Regions from separate parts of the Zea mays genome. Here region 1 is linked to region 2. Evidence: chromatin contacts called from public Hi-C data. All regions are on one chromosome and are shown on one strand. Each heading gives the region's core, a stretch centred on a gene start, on an enhancer-like site or on the middle of the called end of the contact. The rest is flanking DNA. Distances are from core to core; before and after follow the strand shown. Region 1 overlaps LOC100282280 (Putative MYB DNA-binding domain superfamily protein). Region 2 holds the start of LOC103641260 (AT-hook motif nuclear-localized protein 23).

Region 1 (4,949 bases), core at 1,780-4,279, 120 kb before region 2:
GTCTGGCAGGTGAAAGGTGTATCTTTCTTGGACTACTGTAGCTATTGTAGTCTGGGTCAGGGATAGAACCGATTTGCAGAACATAGTGTGGCCTGCACTTCCTATTTCAAGCAATCACATGTTTATAAAGGAAAATAACTAGATATCATTAGATCATGCAAGAACAAGAACTATAAAGGAGTAAGGGCTACCGATGTGAACTGCTACTATGTGCAGTAAAGAGAAAGAGCTACAGATATGAACTGCTAATGTGCTGCGTATATTGCCAACTGCCAGCTTTTTCCCCTCTTGAGTTTGCAATCGGCTTTGAGCTGCTGAACGGTCACGCCAAAAAAAAACCCTGGAAAGTAATTTCTGCTGTACATCGGTGAGGCAAATTGAGAAGCACACCAGATCTTCTGATGATTCAATATCAATATATGCATTATACTGTACATAATATTATATTCTGAATGTAAAGTAGCTAAATCTACATGTCTGGTCTCCGTTGTGTAACCTCTGTTCTGTATCATGAGTTCGTCGTGATCATTAGTTCTTTACACAGTGAACTTATCCTGCGACACCTTTCAGGTGCCGGACTGAATGACATGCGCTGCACTGGTTTGGCTAGCGAGGAAGAACTTTACATGGCTAGCTCCAGTGAACCATGGAAACGGCAGAGGATTAACTACACTACGGAGAGGGCCGGAGCTATAGAACAGATCATGTAATTTTCCTATTGAACTAGAGACAGGGTATCCCTTGATATAGGAGAAACTTTGACTTACTACTGGACACATGGCATGAGACAGGAAGAACCTGTTCTTGTTTCAAACTAAAGCATGTTTTCATTGCAATCTTTTGTAGGGGTCCTATTGCTAGTCGGTTAAATGTTTTTGTGTACTGCTTCGAATTCCTCGTTTGAGAGTGGGAAACCAAGCAGCGTTTTTTTTTATGGTCTGCGCGCTTAGGCCATCTCAGAGGAATCATATTTGACTTCTACAGGAATCAGTTCAATAGCGGTCGGTACTGCCTGTTAACATGGTGGCGTAGGTGGTTGGTATCGACTGGCTTGGTTAATTCGGCCAATCGATCGGTGAGTCCGTCGATCGATCAATTTGGTCAGTACTCCGATCACGGGTCGGTACTGACTAGTTCGTTAGAGAATGAATACACCCTATAAATATTATTTGTCATCTCCTATCGACTGGCTTGGTAAATAAACAGGGACGGAGCCAGCCCTTTTTTGGGGTCAGCTGACCCCGGTAAATTTCTGAATATCTAATGGAAAATGGTAGCTGACCCCGGTAAATTTCTGAATATCTAATGGAAAATGGTGTTAATAACAATAGTTCTATAGTGAAGATCTAGTAGAAAATACTGATGACCCCGATAAAATTTTTGCTAGCTTCGCTACTGTAAATGAATCCACCCTATAAACAGAGGGGATCTCACTCTCTAATTTATTTGTCATCTCAGCCTCTCACTTTTTGTTTCAATATAGATCGCAGGAGTTCGAACTTTGATACTTTCACTAACTTGCTCAACGATTAAACTTCACAACATCTTGACCCCTGCCGTTGTGGGGGCAAGCCTTACTCTATGGTCTTTCTCCCATCCATCATCCGTGGAAGGATCCTTCTTCTATGTCCTGACCGATTCTTGTGGTTCTTGCACTTCTTGACCAAATGCCCATTCTCACCGGAAGCAAAGTACACAACCTCATCCATGTTCATCTTCTTCTTCCTTTTGAATTGAGTATTCTGATTGGGCTTATAGTTCTTCTTTCCAGCATGTTGCATCATGTTGGCGCTAGACTACCCTTCGGGTGCTTTTGGACCATCTTTTGCCCACGCCTTCTTTTCCACATCAAGATTAGTCGACAAATCCTCAACGGAAATCAGAGTTGTAGCTAAGTTCCTCCTTGATGAAGACAACTTGGCAATTATGCCACCCGCTACAAACTTATCAGGCAAGACATGTCCATGTTATTCGAGTTCCCTTACAATAAGTTGGAACCCATCAGCCTATTCCACGACATAACTACCATCAACCATTATAAAGTCATGGTACTCGTCCATCACATACAGCTCGCGCCCAGCGTCTGAGGCAGAGAACTTGTGTTCGAGCGCCTCCCAATATATTGTAGAATTTATGGCTGGACTTGTATCAAAATTCTTCAGAGCTAATTCTTAACTATCATTTCATCAAGTACCCGAAAAAGGTCCAAGCTATAACACTAAAGAATTTACTGATAATTTGCAGAATCCGCACAACGTGGAGACAGCTTTCAAACTATAACATATCAGGACAATGTGGATATAATTTGCAGCCAGGGAGCGGAATCTGTCACGGACATACTGCAAGAGGCAGTTCCCCAAGCTTGACAGGTACTGTGTGGACAGCACCAAGGACGTGAACTCCTGGACCTTCACCCTCTTCCAAGGACAGTTGTTTTTATAGCATCCTTATGATCATGTGATAAATTTTGTATGGTGTTCACAAATCTGGTTGGTGAGCACACCGGTATCCTTGTGGTCCTGCAAAAGAAGAAGAGAAATGTGCAAAGATTAGCTCAAGCATTTTGTTGTTACAAGGCTAAATAATTTTATGTTGGTTTGGTGCGTCTGTCGTGCTTTAGCATAGAGAACCACCAATCCTGGGATGGCCTGATACCGATTGTGTATGCAACAGAAATTTTTATCCAAGATTTATATCACTAAATTTGTAAAGATTAAACAGAGATCAACATCTGTGCCTTGTAGGCTGCTGGATAACAACCTGGTGCAGAGCACAAGCCCACTTGCATTGCATCCCTACTTGTACTACCAATCAACTCACGCACTAGTTTCTTCAGATAAACTCGAGAGACCATGGTGACTGCATTTTGGACGTGACACTCGTGTGGGACCGTTTCCGTTCCAAATTGACCCTGGCCTCATCCACTGACCACTGGAACTGAGATGCTCGGACTCGTCTCTTACTGTGTCTCCATTAGTCCATCCCTCTCACGCACGCACACATCTATCAGACGATTCGGGCCCGACTCTACCTTTGGGCTTATCTGTAAAAGCAAAGCTCAAAATAGCTCAATTGATGTAGTGAGGCCCTGTACTAAGCCCAATTAGTTGATGGGCTCAAGTAACTTATGGCCCGCAACTACTGCGCAGCATCCGGATTATCTCCGAGACGAATCAGGAACAAGCGAAAACCAAATGGGCGAAGAATAATCTAGAGAAGAGGTCAAGGAGAATCAAGATGCTTTCAGAGGAATAATAAAGGACAGTATATAATCGAGTCGTTGTTACCTCAAAAATGGAAACAGAATAATTATACTCCCTCCGCTTTTTCATATATATACGACGTTTTCTAGTTCAAAAATGAATTATTGGAACTGACGACTGCTTTAACTATTTTTTTGCCAGATATCTCTATATAGTTAGAAATTTATATCAAACAACATTCATGATTGATCTTAACCACATGCAAAGCATTAATTAGTTTGTAGACGATGAAACGGACAGTTTATTGTATGATCTATTTCTGTCTGTATGTTCGATTTTAGATTTTTACATAGACGACATATGTACTACATGTTGGTTCATTAAATATAGAAGTTTCTAAATTTAAATCTCAAATCTAACATGCTGATCCATGCCTTTCGATTCTTGCCATCAATCATCTACAAAGTTTCTAACTTGTCATTATTGTCCCCAGGACCGGACGTCTTTTGATCCGTGTCGTCTCAAGCTTGTCAGGCGGATACGCGGCGGCATTCTTCTTCTAACCGGACGTCTCAAGCTTGTCAGACATGCATGGTTGCTTATAGTTACTTGATATATGAGCGAAAATTCTAGAGTGATCGATCGTCGGACATCAATTCTTTTACTATATGTGTTTTATATTCTTGAAGAGAACTTGCTAGAACTGTTGTTAAAGTATCTAGTGTAGAGAAATCTTAGGTACGTAGTTTAATTATACAAGGAATGGAAGAAGCTGCATGTGTTGCTGCCAAGATACACTCGGGAATCCTTTGGTCAGCTCATATGCAAGGGTATCGGATCTGGGGATGCATGGATGAACTCTTTTGGGGCTAAGCAACGATGTTGTGTGTGTGATTTGCTATGAGACTAAGAGGCTCACCAGCATGGCTGTCATGTACTGAACTTTGGGTGTTTCAACATGCACTACACCATGACACAATATTGCCTACGGACTGTCTGATGGTAAAATACCTAAATAGCGTCGCAAAGTCTGTCGGTAAAGAGTTTTAGCGACAGACAATGTGTGTCGGCGAAAGTCCTGTCAGCAAAAAGATTTACCGGCAGACATAGATCTACCGACATACTATCTATCAGTAATGTTTATGTTTTTGCCGACAGACATATCTTTGCTGTCGGACAGACTTTTGCCAACATATTTTTGTGTCGACGCCTTGTGTGTCGCTAAAAGTCTATATGCCGACAGATTGTCTGATGTTATTTCCTATGTGCAGTTAAAAAAAGAATACATGCATACAAATATATGCTAATGAAACAAATAATAAACTGATTATGATGCACATTGTAGGACAACTTGAATAATATGTAGCTTAGAATATATGAAATTTGATTACTAAAAGAAGATCAATCTTTGACTTTGGATTCCAACATATATTTGTTTAGAACACGCTTTCTGTGATGAACATATAAAAATAATAGCATACATGTTTCCTAAATTTTGAAGTGATCTTTCAGTTCTATTACATGCAAAAGTATAAAGATTCATCTAGCAAACTAAATTCTCTCCATCGGCTCGGTGTTACGCCAACAACTAGCATGCATGCGAGTAATCATTTTTTCACACTTCAAGCAATCTGATCCTTGCTTCCAGCTCCTCTTCCTACAATATATTTTGATAATATGTCAATTACTGTATCAGCAGGTCCATAAACTCCCAACAGAAAATACAAACTGAAAGTGCAATAAAGG
Region 2 (4,249 bases), core at 1,141-3,640:
ATGTATTTCATTATTTACTCATTAGAATTTATGGGGATTCATCCCGACCCTCTAAAAAACAATCAGCTGATCCCTTCCTCAAATGATGTATATATCCAGGTTAATATAGTTAATATGCTAAAAGTCGAGAAAGAGAACAATGAGGATACATAGCTTGTGCTCTGAGCAATGTTTGTGAGAAACACCATATTTGTAGAATTGCAGAAAGCTGGTAGCATATAAGAAACAGTGAAATTCTACACGCCAACAAAGTAAAAAAACAATAAAGTGATGTCCCCATTATATATATATGAAGAGTTATTTGGATCCCTTGCAAGAAAAAAAAAGCATGCAAACCTACTGATTTGCAAATTAAACATCAGTAGAAATAAAAGATATGTAAGCATGAAACCAGCAAATTAAATAACATTCATGAACCAATAAGTAGTAGCACTGAACTTTTGATATGTGGAAAAGAAAAACAAACAAAAGAGCCAGTGCAACCGACAGACAACTTAACGAAGCTGAGGTTTCTTCCCACCAGCACAAGAGTTTATGGTAATAAATTACCTTGAGCATTTGACTCCGGGACATAAACTAAAACGAATTTTGATCAATTTATGAATGCATGTCCTCACAAAACATAGTTCAAATTAACAGAGACACTCAACTTATCAAGAATTAACACAATCAAGTCCCATACAGGTTAACATAAAAAACATGAGAGAGACAGAGATCACAGCAATGGCACAAGAGCGAGAGAACAAGCAAGGGAATGAAGCGGAAGGCAGAGAAAGAGATGCTACTTGGGTGTTGTACACGTAGTAGTCTGTAGTCCACGTCCTCGCGCGCGTGCACTTCGCCGATAGATCTATGGGATCCGTCAAGAGAAGGGCGGCCTCCCGACACCGGCGCCGCCAGGGGAGCCAGCAGGCCAGCCGCCGTGGCCGACCATCGGCATTGGAGGCATCCCCAACGGCAGGTTGAAGAAGGGAAGCCCGGCAGAGGCCGCCGCGGCCGCGGGGTCAAACGGCACGCCACCGGGCTGCTGCTGGTCGGCCCCTGCAGGCGGCGGAGGGGCCACCTCGTCGCCGTCCTCGAGCGGCAGCCTCTCGTAGGCGACGTTGCTGAACGACGCGGCCACGACGACGACCGGGCCCGCGGCGATGAGCGCGCCGGCCACGCTACCGCCGACGACCTGCCCCTGCCCCCCTGCCAGGAAGGCCGCGAGGCTGGTGGCCCCCGGCGGCGCGGGGGGCGGGAGGAAGGAGCCGGCGAGGGAGAGTATCTCGAACCTGCCGTGGAGCGTGGCGACCGCCGGCGAGGCCGGGCCGGCCTGGGACGACTGCGGCTGGCGCAGCGTGACGTTGGCGACGGTCCCGGCCGCCGAGAGCACGCAGACGCCGCGCTGCCTGCGGCGCGCGTATGCGGTGAGCGCCTCGAAGACGTCGCAGCCGGCGGCGACCTCGAGGATGTGCGCCCGGAGCGCGTTGGCGCTCTCCCGGGTGATGATCACGGGCGGCTTGGGCTTGTTCTTGGAGCCCGGCGGGCGGCCGCGCGGGCGGCGGCCGACGACCTCCCCGCCGCCGCCGATGGTGCTGGGCGGGGCACCACCGCCGCCGCCCGATCCCGGCGACAGCGAGTCCTGGCCATCGTCAGAGCCCCCCGCGCGGCCGCCGCCGTCTTCGTGGTGGAGGTGCAGGGACTGGTGGTGGTGGTGGTGCAGGTAGGAGCTTGTGCCCAAATCCAGGCCTGCCATCTTTCTAGGGTAGGAGAAGAACTAATTATATGTCAGTAAGGAGTATAGTAGCAAATAAGCGAAAGTAAAAATAATGGCTACACAACAGTACCGATAATATTAATAATTGGCGGCGCGAGAGAGGAAGTGGTGGCGGTGATGATGAAAATAGTAGACGGCGAGGAAGGAGAGGATGAGAGGCGCGCTTGCTGCGTGCGCTGAATTTCTTTAGGGTTTGTGTGGTGCTTGTTTTCTTGGAGGGGAGTAAAGAATGGTTTCTGGGATGTGGGGAGGAGAGACGAAAAGGGCAGCTATAGCTGAAGGCTGAAGCTGCCGCGCGCGCGCGCTCTCTCTCTCTGCGCTTGGGGTTTCTTTTAATTTCTCTCTCACGTACGTACTCCTAAGTTAATTTATCCTGCTGCTTGCTTGCTTGCTGATGGTGGTGCTTATTGTTCATGTGGATCGGATTATATTTTGGGAGGAGAAAGCAGCTCGCTGGAGTGGGACGGAGAGGCGAAGAAAAGGGCCAGAGATGGGAGGTGCAGGATGGAGTCGTCGTCGATGCTGGCCAAGAGAGAGAAACGACAGGGACAAGGACGAAGGAGAGAGGAAGTGATGGCGAAAGAAGGCGAGAAAGGCATAGGTTAGTGCTGGTCATTGGAGTTGATGGAAGGAAGAAATATAATATATACATGAGCTAGAGAGGGAGAGGGAGGGAGGAGGGTGACGAGGAAGATGCATGGCCCGACTTGCCATAGAGTGACGTGAGGTCTAGCCCTTTGTAGGGCCCATGTGTCTGTCACCCAGGTTCACTCGTTGAAGTGGCGTAATTTCTCCATTTCAAAATAATTACGCATCTCCCATTTCTAGTTAAACCTCTTAAAACTTAACTAAACATATACAAAAGTTTAATCATAGAATATGTTTTCATAATATAATATAAATATTGATATTATTCTCCACAATTTAGTTAAATTTGAGAAACTTTTTATCTATACTACTCCTATAAGACTCTAACGAGGGCGTCCACCAGGCACCATGCCCCCGCCTGCCCCCGCTCGGCGCGATGCTCGCCCCTGTGCTTGCCTCGCCCCCGCGACGCACGCCGCGATGCCCTCGGCCGCTCGTGATGCCCGCCCCTGCGTCCGCCCTATCCCCGCGACGCACGCCGCGGTTCCCCCGCCCTCTCGTGATGTCCCGCCATCGTCGGACGCGGGCGTCCGCATCCTCCGCTCACCCAACGTGCTTGCCTAGATCTATGTCAACAAAACCCACCTGCCTCGCTTGCGACGACCGAACCTCCCGCCTCACCCGGACGCGGGCGTCCGCATCCTTCGCTCTCGCCCCGTGCGATGGCTTCGCACCAGCCGCCGACCAACCTTCGCTCTCGCCCCGTGCAATGGCTTCGCACCAGCCGCCGCCCAACCTGGTATGGGCGTACGCGGGAGTGGTAGGCGAGAGAGAGGGAAAGGCGTGTCATGGAGGAGGATATGGAGGTCACCGAACAGGAAGAAAGGGGAGTCGTGGACTCTGATGTGGAGGGTTTCAGCATTGCTTTAGCAGACCTAGATCCAGTTCAAGGTGACCTTTTCTATTCTTTTATGCATTTCCAGAAACGGTGAAATTTCTCCACATTCCACTACAAAGTTGAATTGTATTATTGCATAGTTTTTTTGGTCGATCCGTGCTCACACCGTTCCTAGCTCCAGACTTATAGCTCTCTCACTTTTCTGGCCGCTTGTACTCCACTCCACTCCACTGTTTTTGTTTCGCCAAAATCTAAACCTGATCGCCATACCAAAGTAGAAATTAGCATAGCACTGAATTGCATCTGGCTACATTAAATAGCAATTTAGCCAACTACTCAATGATCACAAGGCTCACGGGGAAGGAGCCACGAAGATCATCCATTCCAGTAACAACTAAAAATAAAGCAGTAATCAATCTTGGTCAGTTGTTTTCTCAGGCAAACAGTTAACCGAGACATTATGGAATTATCAAATTTCTTCTTTCTTGAGTAAACTTACATACTATAAACTTCTACTAATATGTTTTTACCCTTGGCATAAGCTGGTTTGCCGCTCGTACAACAATACCTGTCTTAGTTTGAGAAATTAGTTATGGACCTCATGCCAAAATACTGGGAATAGTGCATATGTTTCTTCAGTTAATGATTTGCTTGGTGATGAACCTATTGTTGATACAAGTGTCACTACTCAGAAAACTTATCCTACCATCAACGCCATACAGGTACCAAGCCTATGAGCTGATCCATGCCAAATAGGCCATGCTTGGTGCCGCTGGCGCTGTCATCCCAGAGGCCTGCAACAAGTTCGGCGCTAACCGCTACCCTTAGGCCGTTTCGTTCAAGGTCCTAACCACCACCTCTCAGAATTATCATACCACTTCAGTAGCATTTTTCCCTTTCTCAAATATATATGTCATTGCGTTTATTTAAAAGCAAAATAGAAGACACCAAAGGTTTCATATTTTTTAATTGGTAGATACAGTGTAGCAGTACTGTAATCTGAA

What was found. Hi-C and Micro-C count contacts between places; a contact is called where the count stands out from the background.
Region 1: a Hi-C map of leaf shows a contact between it and region 2, with 7 times the contacts expected there. The contact joins the enhancer-like site here to the promoter of LOC103641260 in region 2. A contact is called at or near these places in 3 of 25 Hi-C or Micro-C datasets (ear, leaf and tassel).

What each region holds. Positions count from the first base shown.
Region 1 is chr10:78,949,266-78,954,214 of Zm-B73-REFERENCE-NAM-5.0, reverse strand. It overlaps LOC100282280 (Putative MYB DNA-binding domain superfamily protein), which reads left to right. Exons shown (of 2, transcript XM_008663702.4): 2 at 571-934. Among protein-coding and RNA genes, the nearest start is that of LOC100282280, 6.7 kb to the left of the region's middle. Within about 2 kb of position 3,029, at least 17 of the 20 cell types and tissues checked have an H3K27ac peak or open chromatin away from gene starts, as enhancers often do. A contact at or near this core is called in ear, leaf and tassel, where this site is marked.
Region 2 is chr10:78,829,572-78,833,820 of Zm-B73-REFERENCE-NAM-5.0, reverse strand. It overlaps LOC103641260 (AT-hook motif nuclear-localized protein 23), which reads right to left and starts at 2,390. Exons shown (of 2, transcript XM_008664622.2): 1 at 1,830-2,390; 2 at 573-1,738. The coding sequence starts at 1,738. The coding sequence ends at 863.